Regions from separate parts of the Neogale vison genome. Here region 2 is linked to region 1. A link is a contact called in public Hi-C data. All regions are on one chromosome and are shown on one strand. Each heading gives the region's core, a stretch centred on a gene start, on an enhancer-like site or on the middle of the called end of the contact. The rest is flanking DNA. Distances are from core to core; before and after follow the strand shown. Region 1 holds the start of HINT3 (histidine triad nucleotide-binding protein 3). Region 2 holds the start of NCOA7 (nuclear receptor coactivator 7).

What was found. Hi-C and Micro-C count contacts between places; a contact is called where the count stands out from the background.
Region 2: a contact with region 1 is called in a Hi-C map of fibroblasts, with 6 times the contacts expected there. The contact joins the promoter of NCOA7 here to the promoter of HINT3 in region 1. A contact is called at or near these places in 2 of 3 Hi-C or Micro-C datasets (fibroblasts and muscle).

Annotation. Positions count from the first base shown.
Region 1 is chr1:74,919,163-74,924,426 of ASM_NN_V1, forward strand. It overlaps HINT3 (histidine triad nucleotide-binding protein 3), which reads right to left and starts at 3,830. Exons shown (of 5, transcript XM_044249409.1): 1 at 3,521-3,830. The coding sequence starts at 3,721.
Region 2 is chr1:75,096,804-75,102,132 of ASM_NN_V1, forward strand. NCOA7 (nuclear receptor coactivator 7) reads right to left here and starts at 3,130. Exons shown (of 16, transcript XM_044249430.1): 1 at 2,469-3,130. It overlaps TRNAE-CUC (a tRNA gene), which reads left to right and starts at 3,593; the gene lies at 3,593-3,664.

The DNA.
Region 1 (5,264 bases), core at 2,580-5,079:
ATTTAGATCTTGCAAACTAGATGTACTTCAGACTTCAGTGCTTTGACAAGGTAACCCAAGAAAAAGTCCTCTTTCTGCAGCTTCCGCTAGTTCCACCAGGCAAACATGGTCAGCTCTAAGGAACCGAGATTGTTTTTTCTTTCTCCCCTGCCCCCATTCCAATGTCTGGTCAATTGCTAGTCAAGAGACAGACATGAGACATCCACTTTTCTGGTGCCATGACCTACCAGTGCAGACCCAGGAGGTACAGTGTAGCTCTGAACCTGTTATTTGTCAAAGTGGAAATATGTAGATGCCGCAAGCATTTAGCGCCCAGAGGTTGGAAATGGGAAACATCCTACAATAGGTGAAATAGCCTGAACAACAAAGCAGAATCCAACCTCAAATTCCTCAACCGTGGCAGTCACACTGCTTCCTCAACTCCGAGTCCCATCTACAGAGACATCTTCCTGAAGTCTAAGTTCCAATGGCAGTCACCTGACTCCTAACTTCCTGGCTGTGGCAGATGAAACAGGTCCTCACCATGCAAGTGCTGTTCTGGATGTTAGTTTATTGATTGATTGATTCATTGATTTTTTAGATTTTTATTTAAGGACACCTGGGTGGTTCAGTGGTTGAGCACTGCTTTCAGCTCAGATCATGATTCCAGGGTCCTGGGATCAAGTCCCACATGCATGTGCATGTGCTCTCCCTCTCTCTCTCTCTAAAAAATAATAAAATTAAATTAAAAATATATTTTTATTTATTTGACAAAGAGAGTGAGCACAAACAGATGGAGTGGCAGGCAGAGGGAGAGGAAGAGAGAGAAGTAGGCTCCCCACTGAGCAGGGAGCCCAGTTTAGTACTTCATTCCAGGACCCTGGGATCATGACCTGAGGCGAAGGCAGATGCTTAACAGCCTGAGCCACCCAGGCACCTCCTGGATGGCATTCTTGAAGGCTTTTCCTTCAACCCTTGCAATGACTTTTTTAGCAAATAACTCCCTATATTAAATCCATTTCTGCTTTAAATAGCGAGTTTTTCTTTCTGCAAATAACCCCACTGATATCTAAAGCAAGTAAGTAACATTTGAAAGAACATTTCAGTACCACCCCATCTGAAGTGGAGGGCAAATTTGGTTAAAGAGGAGGGAGGACATTAAAATTAAATTAGTATTTCCTCTGTGTGGCCTCAAGCAAGGTGAAAATAAACATTGAGCCTGGTATTTCTCAACCATGTTTTCACCGTCACCGCTCGGAAGACATTCTTAAGAACTCCCGGTTCCACTCTCATGATATTTTAATGCCACAGACATACTCTTTATCTGTTTATGTCCACTATGTTTACTTTTGCCTCACAGACAAAAAGATACTGTCACCCTAAAACCAACTTTTATCCCTCTCTGAGAACGCATAGCCTAGTATTAGCTTAGTTTCAACTCTGCAGTGTACAGCACAGATACACTATACAGATGCTTATGGAGTAAGGAGTCTTCTCTAGCTTTTGCCAGAAAGATTTCCCAGACTAAACCCACATGACGCTGGTAACTCCAATTATTCCAAATCACATTTTCTCCTCTGGACTTAATTAAGTCTACCCTACTTTATATAAACCCAATAGTTTCTAAATATTTACAATAAACATATATAAATGAATATAAGAATAGACTATATATATAATGCAAAATACACAAATTAAAGATTAGATTCTCTTTTTGAAAAGATAAATCTTTGAGCTCTTATATATGAAATCATTTTAGACTCAATTTTAAGATCTGCAACTGGGGCACCTGGTTGGCTCCAGTGGGTTAAAGCCTCTGCCTTCGGCTCAGGTCATGATCCCAGAGTCCTGGGATCAGGCCCCGCATCGGGTTCTCTGCTCGGCAGGGAGCCTGCTTCCTCCTCTCTCTCTCTCTGCCTGCCTCTCTGCCTACTTGTAATCTCTGCCTGTCAAATAAACAAATAAAATCTTTTAAAAAAAAGAAGAAGAAGAAGATCTGCAACTTTTTGAGGCACGTTGTACAAACATGTGCATCTTGCTTATGTTCTGTATTATACAGACTACTGTATATATTAATCCTATGCCACCTATGTAGGGTATAAATTAGTTAAAAGTATTTAAGGTGTCTAATTTCTCCTATAAAAATGTTCCAGGCTTTTTACATAGTTCACTCTGAGAATGTTCTTCATAGAGAAAAAATCCTGACCTTTGGCCTGGAAAAACCACGACAGAATTCTGGACCATCCCAACCCCTACGGGTGACCGTTTTTATTTTTAAAAATTAATTTACTCTTTTCCTAAGATAATTTATTTATTTGAAAGAGAGAGAGAAAGAAAGATCGATCATGAGCCCAGGGGAAGGGGAGGGAGGAAGGAGACTCCCAGCTAACCAAGAAGCCCAAGGCAAGACTCAATCCCAGAACGCTGGGATCAAGATCCGAGCAAAAGGCAAACACTTAAGGACTGAGCCACCCAGGTGCACCCCTCCATGACTATTTTTAGACAAAACTTTTTACATTATTAGTAGCTATTATTTACCAGTTTTCCTCAACATTGGTACTGGAGTGTGCATAATTTTTTATGTGGTGCAGTCCTGACTGTGGCTCAGTTCAGCAGAGGCCTGCTCTGCAGACAACTGATGTACTGACCCCTCTCCCTATCAACCGCTTCCTGTCTTCACTCCTTCCCCTGGTCAAGCACAGATTTCAAGGTCTATCACTTCAGTCGTCTCTCTAGCCATAAATTCTTACCTCTGTCTCCAACACTAGGTGGTTAGAACAAATTCAATTCACTTTTAACAAATGAATTAATGATTACTAAAATCAACAAGAACCAAAAACACAGAATCTTTGGATCTGATCCTCTCCAAAGGCTGTTTCTTTAAAGGCAAGTAGAACCAGCAGATGAAAATGATTTCCAGATACCTGTTTTCAAGTACCTGCGCAAAATCTCAGTGCTCCGAAAATGTGCATACGTCCCAACTGACAACGCCTGTGCGAACTTTACCCTTCAGTGGAAATCTGGGGCTTATTAAGAAACAGTTTGACCTCAGCTCCACCCCCGCCCCCTGCCTCACTTCTGTCAGTTCAACGAAGCTTTTCCCTATTACCATCGTCTCCTTTCTACCAGTTCTTCCCCTCAGTCGCAGAATGAGAGTGTGCAGAATTGAAAAGCGGTGTCGAGAAGCGCAGGGGGTGGGGATGCGGGGGTGGGCGGAGGATTCCCTCCAGTAACAACAAGCGACAAATGCTATTTTCTGCCAAATACCTCGTACCTGCAGACAGAAGCCCAAGTGTCTGGCTTTATCGCTACATTGTCCCCCCGCTGCCCACCCCCTCGGCACAGCAACAATAATGCTGGAGACAGACCCCACTCGCGAGAAGCAAATCCGTCATTAACACCAGGACACCCCGCCTGCCCCACTCCGGTCCACACCTGCGAGGTCTCCCTCCCGGGGGCCTGACACGACCCCACCGCGGTCCGCCACGGCGCGAGGCCTGCGTCCCTGCCCCGTCCCACGCCCGGTCCGCACGCAGCCCACCTCGCAGTACAGGAGCTCGGTGCCGGGTTCCTGCTTCGCCGCGATCCGGCAGAACACGCACTTGCTACTGTAGTCCTCCGCCTTCGATGACGTTGCGACAACATCTGCAGTCTTCGGTGAAGACACCTTAGAATCTTCAGGCTTCACTGCCTCAAAACCAGCCTCGGATTCGACTCTACCGCGCACCGACTCCTCAGCCATCCTAGCCGCCTCAAGGTGGACAGGAACCTTGACTGCTCTCGCGCCGCTCGCCCTGGGTTGAGTCCGCCTCCTGCAATGCCTCACTTTTACCTGGAGGTGTCGCCCTCCGCCTGCCGCTGGGAAGGGCAGGGATTTGAGCGCATGCGCAGATTAGTCGGACTGTAGAGTAAGGGCGACGACGCGACCCGCCTCACAGCCCGAGGCCAGGAAGGGGAAGCAAGAGTACGCACTTGGGCGCGACGGGAGAAGCTGGCGGGGGGTTTACGGATGTCGCTCCGCCCCCTGCGTCTCCTTGGTAATGACGCACCACGTCCTTCGAGACGCAGGAGCGTGCACCGCCGCTGTGACGTAACCGGCACGCCCTAGTGCCCGGCCAAGTGGAAGCTGGTGGGTGTGCTGGCGGTCTTTTTTCAAGCTGCATTTGGTATCTCCCAGGAATGTATTGTGTTGTTAAAAAAAAAAGTTTTTTTAAAAAAATTCATAGGTTTTAATAGAGAATGAGCACAATTTCTTTTCAACATAGATTATGTTTGATGTTTCGTGTGTACATTTTCAGCCACGACAGTTTTAGGTCCCTAAGTTCAAAATACCCAAAACTGAATTTCGTATCTCTTTTCTTTGTTGTTGAAAGCATTAGCTAGTTCAAAATAGTGGCCTTTATCTCACATTCCTTAAACACAGGTAGATGCGGAGTCGTTAAGTTTATAGTCTGTACTATTCCACGAATTCGTTGCTCGTGCTTCATGCCTCAACCACTACAGTAACCGGTTTCCCTCCTTGACTCTCTCATCACTCAAAAACCCGTAGGTATGGGGCACCTGGGTGGCTCAGTGGGTTAAAGCCTCTGCCTTTGGCTTGGGTCATGATCCCAGGATCCTGGGATCGAGCCCCATGTCGGGCTCTCTGCTCTGCAGGGAGCCTGCTTCCTCCTCTCTCTCTGCCTACTTGTGATCTCTGTCTGTCAAATAAATAAATAAATAAAATCTTTACCAAAAAAAAAAATGTACGTAACCGTCGCGCCCAAAAGAGAAAGTCTCAGTTAACTTGGTATTGAAGGTGGACTCTGATTTGACCCAGCTTTTCATTTTAATAATACTTGGTATTTGCTGAACACCTAAAGTGTGCCATGTATTTTCTCAACCAAACAAGGTTGGTTTTACAATCCTCATTACAGAGATGAAGAAACAAACTAAGAAAAAGGTTTGTCTAACTCCAGAACCCACCAGCCTTTTTAAACACAGACTCTTTTTAATTTTTTAAGAGATTTTATTTATTGAGAGAGAGACAGTGAGAGCATGAGCGAGAAGGTCAGAGAGAGAAGCAGACTCCCCATGGAGCTGGGAGCCCGATGAGGGACTCAATTCCGGGACTCCAGGATCATGACCCGAGCCCAAGGCAGTCGTCCAACCAACTGAGCCACCCAGGTGTCCCAGAACTCTTTTTTTAACACTGAAAAATTTCTTAAACTAGCTCATTATAGTATCCTTGTTATTTGTTGACTTAGAAAATACCTAACAACAAAGTCTTATTGTTAATTCAGTCT
Region 2 (5,329 bases), core at 1,880-4,379, 180 kb after region 1:
ACAAAGGTAGGTTGAGTTTTCTTCCAACCACATCACTGGGACACTAATTCTCCTACTTCTCTCCTTTACTTATAAGGACGCTTGTGATGATTTTGGGCCCCCTCAGAGAATCCAGGATACTTTCCTGTGTCTCAGAATCCTTAATTACATCTGCAAATTTCCTATTGCCATGTAAAGTAACAGATTCATGTGTTCTAGAGATTGGGATGGGGACATCCCTGTGGGGGCTATTATTCTGCCTACAACATTGACCATGAAAGACAATATGATACATCAGCATTATGCCATTCTGATGTCATGTACTGAGAAGGACACATAACTTAAGGTTCTTTTCTTTTCAAAAGAGATATTTATCTGAATTGATAAATTCAGTTCTGAAAGAACTGTCTTTCACGATTCAAAAAGATCAATATTGTTAAGAAAAATTGGGAATTGTTCCAGAATTATTCCGGAATAATGGTTTCAGAATCTTAAAAGTCTAAGAAGTGTTATTTTGACAAGTGAAACATTAGTTTTTAACTGTATAATAAATAATATTGTATTACCTTTAAGACTTTTTTTTTTTAAAGATTTTATTTATTTATTTGACAGAGAGAAATTACAAGTAGATGGAGAGGCAGGCAGAGAGAGGGAAGCAGGCTCCCTGCTAAGCAGAGAGCCAGATGCGGGACTCGATCCCAGAGCCCTGAGATCATGACCCAAGCCGAAGGCAGCAGCTTAACCCACTGAGCCACCCAGGAACCCAATATTGTGTTACCTTTAAATTACCTAAATGTGATAATTGTATTCCTTGTCCTTAGGAAATACAGGATAAAGTATTTAAAAGTAAAGTATTACGATGTCTGCAACTAACCCCAAATGCTTCAGAAGAAAGATGAAGAGAAAGCAAATACAGCAAAAAAACAACAACTGGTGAATCTAGATCAGTACTGGAAAATAGAAATAAAATACAAGGCACATATATAATTTTAAATAGTCTAATAGATACCTTAAAAAGTGAAGAGAAAGTGAAATAAATTTTTATGATATTTTAGCCTGATATATTTCTTTAAAAAAATTTTTTATGTAGAGAGGGACAGAGAGAGAGCACCCACCTGAGCGGTGTGAGAGGCAAGAGGGAGAGGGAGAGAGAGAATCCCAAGCTGACTCAACGCCAAGTGTGGGGCAGGACAAGGGGCTCAATCTCATCACCCCGGGATCGGGATCATGAACTCAGCTGAAATCAAGAGTCCCCCTCCCAACCCAGCGAGCCACCCAGGTGCCCCAACCCGATATATTTCTAATTTAAAAACATAATCAAAGTAAACATTATTGAGCTATTTTACTTTTCTTTCCTTCTATATTAAGGCTTAAAAACCAGTAGGCAAGGGTGCCTGGGTGGCTTAGTGGATTAAGCCGCGGCCTTTGGCTCGGGTCATGATCTCAGGGTCCTGGAATCCAGCCCCGCATCTGGCTCTCTCCTCAGCAGGGAGCCTGCTTCCCTTCCTCTCTCTCTGCCTGCCTTTCTGCCTACTTGTGATCTCTGTCTGTCAAATAAATAAAAAATCTTAAAAAAAAAAAAAAAAACCGAGTAGGCAGTCATCACCTATAGAACATTTAAGTTTGCGTTAGCTGCATTACAATCCACAATAGTCACATGGGCTGATCTTACTAAATTGGACAGCACAGCTTCAGATGAAGGAAATATGTGTGTTCATTGTCCTACACTTGCAATTTGCTGTGGGTTTGGAATTTTTCAAGATAAAAAGCTGGAAAAAAGAGGGAGATTAGTTTGTGTATGCATAGACTGTTTCTAGGATACAGAAGAAACTTAACACTGGTTACCTCTGGGAAGAAGAAATTAGTGACTGGGGAAAAGAGAGGGATGGTGGTGTTTATTGCACCTTTCTGTCCTTTTGAGCATATTGTGACTAAGCCTATTAAAACTTAAATTTCTAAAAAAATAATATTCACTTTGTCTTCGTGTTCAAAACCAGATCCTTTTCTACTAAGCGCTGATAACTAGCAATTCAGAGGAAAGAGCTCCACCTACTGAACCTGATTTCCTAAGAATTCCTTGATAGAGGAAAGTGTGTGTCCTATTTAAAATACAATAAGTTTAGAAATTTGTTGTGATTTTTCTATCTTTATCAGCCCTTAAAATTCCATTTACTCTTCCTGCTTGCATATTATTATTATTATTAAAGATTTTATTTATTTATTTGTTTGACTGAGAGAGAGAAAGTGCAAGCAGGGGGGAGCAGCAGGGAAAGGGAGAAGCAGGCTCCCCACTGACCAGGGAGCCTGACGTGGGATTTGATCCCAGGACCAGGGCATCATGACAAGCGGAGGACAGATGCTTAACGGACTGAGCCACCCAGCACCCCACCCCCTGCATATTATTAAACATTTTAGACAAATTTTATCAATAATCTAAACCATCTCAGGGTTGCCTGAAAACAAGAAACAATATTCAAACAGAGGCTCACCTAAATTCTACGACGGTGGATGACAGTGGGAACTCATCGTGGGGCCAGAGGTTGTGAGCAAGTTCATGGTGAATTGCTATCAGCTTTCCTGAAGCCTCCTTCCATCTTGCCGCGGAGCTGGGTCTCTTGGGTTACGTTTGTTCAACTGGAACGGTTGGCACTTCAAAGTGGAGTTACATCCTGCTGCCTTCGGCTCCTGTGTCATGAGGGTTTCTGAATTGAGGCTGGGCCGTAAGGCTGGTTGTTTCTTGTTGTTGTTGTTGTTGTTGTTTTGTTTTACTCCTCTGGTAATTGCATCACTTCCTGGCCGTGTCTCGCACAGAACCCTGAGCCGTGAAGCAGTTGCCCGGGTAATAACACTTCAAAAATACGGGGATGATGGAAACGCTGTGGGTCCGAAGGGTTTCCTCGGACCGGGGGCAGATGCTCTCCGCAGCGCTCTAGGCACGGCTCCCCCAGCACCCAGCGTCGTTAGCCTGTACTTAACTCAGTACGTAACCATCAGTACTTAACTCAGTACGTAACCATCAGTACTTAACTCAGTACGTAACCATCACGACAGCCAGATAATCGCGTCCTGGGAGGCCGCTGGGCCCTTCGTCCCCCGCAGTCCCAGAGCCCGCGCCGCGGGCCAAGGTGGGCCGTGTCACAGCCAGCTCCCCTGCGCGAAAGGCTCTCCGCGGGCGACAGTCCACCTTCAGACTTAGCACCAGGTTTAGTGGGACTTAACGTCTGCGCGGGAGGGAAGGTCAGCAAGAGACAGAGGGGAAACTTAGAAAGAGCAGCTGGATGGTGAAAAAAATAAAGCAAGTGACAAGCTTCCCGCGGTACTCTAACATTTGTATTGGTATAGATATTTATGTTACATAATTAGCATGAAGTATGTAATTAGTCTTTTCTAGCAGGGCAGTCGGACTTGGAGGGTCCAGTTCCCCCCACCCCCGGGAGCCACCTGGGTGCTGGGCTGGGAGCGCGCAAAATTTGCATTAGTTTAGGAGGCCTTGACCCAAAATGGGAACGGAGTGGGTGGGGCTTAGAGCGTAGAAGCTCTCTTCTTACTGGTCCGGTTGACGTAGAGATTTTTTAAAGTGGCAAATACATTTCAAGAAGAGCTAGTGCTAACTTCCCTGGTGGTCTAGTGGTTAGGATTCGGCGCTCTCACCGCCGCGGCCCGGGTTCGATTCCCGGTCAGGGAAAGCTCCTTTTGCGAGTACTAGGAATTCTTATTAGCAGTTTTGTTTTTTTCGATCATAAAAGTTGTTTTTTTAAATCATATTCATTTTGTTCGATAATAAAAGTTGAATTGGTTTTAAATGTTACTTAATCTAAGATTTAACACACGCCTTCATTTCCGCCCAGATACAGCGGCAGGTTCTATCCCTGTTCCTCAACGCGTCCGCGGGGTTGTTGGCCCAGAAGAGAATGTAAATACAGGGTTCCACCAGCTGGAGCACCTGCTGAGACGCTTTACCTAGATAGGGACTGGAGGGTTGGAAGGGAACAAAGTGAAAAGTGGAGGTCCTGTGAGACCTGAAGGGGAGGCCTGGATAGAGAGGAAGGTGCGTGAAGAAGAAGGACAGTGAGAAGAGTGGTGAGTGGGGAAATGGGGGCACTCCCTGTTCCAGTGCATGTCTCCTTAACGAAACCAGAGTGCAAGAACGTTGTGGAAGGAGAAGCAAAGCACTGAAGATAGAGCAAGCACTCCAACCCGGGGCTGACCAGGTCCTCTGTACATAATTAAAACAAAAATGGACGGAAGTAGAGCGAGGGGAGATTTGACCCTTACCCAGCACATAAAGGGGCAAATAAAACTGCCCATCACAGTTGTGTAAAAAGTCAAAGGAGAACATGTTTAAGGTTTTGAATATGGTCACTAATTTGGAAAGGGTGCTGACTGGGAGCGTGGTAAAGCAGGAAGCCGTGTTACAGTAAGATTTGGTTTGAAGAGGTCATCCAAGTGAATTTGTCCTATATGTGTGGAGTGAAAATTTTGACTAATAATGATAGATTTGGAGGAGATCCTGCTTTGAAAAGTGAGAACTGAAGGCCCCAAAGTAGAAATGCTTCCTAAGAGATTGAGTGCCGCATAAAGAGGCAAGGTTTGTAGGCTTGACTTCCACTAGAGGAGGACAAACTAAGAATGCCTGAAGGAGAAGAGTCAGTACAAGTCAGGGTTAAAGAAGCTAAAGAAGAGAGTCTAGAAATTGCAGTGTACCCACTAATAGGTATTTAAAAAATATTTAAATATTTAAAAATAAAAGGTGTTTTTCTCGCATGGTTAATTTTAAAAAATATTTTATTTATTTATTTGACAGAGAGAGAGAGAGAGAGAGATACCAAGAGAGAGAAGGAACACAAGAACAGGGAGTGGGAGAGGGAGAAGCAGGCTTCTGGTAGAGCAGGGAGCCTGATATGGGGCTCAATGTGGGGATCGATGGGGGGCTCAATTCAGGGCTTCATGTGGGGCTCAATGGGACCACCCTGGGATCATGACCAGAGCCGAAGGTAGACGCTTGACCACTGAGCCACCTAGCCTCCCTGGTTGGTTAATTTTTTAGTGGAGTTTTATTTTATTTAGTCTTGGTGTCATCCTTATTGTGTTTCACCAATACAATTGCTATTGTTAGTCAAATGAGTACACCTTTCCTAAATAATATTGTCATTTAGACACAGCAGTACTATATCACATTACATACACACAGCACAAAGTCGCTGCTTTATAGAGCCAGACTATTGTGCTCTGTTCCATCCTTATGGAAAAGGGGGAAATGCTGAAGGACTCTTTGTAGAAATATTCCACATATGAGGAGTTTCCTTAAATATGAAGCAGTAGAAAGTAATTAACCAGCACAGATGAAAGC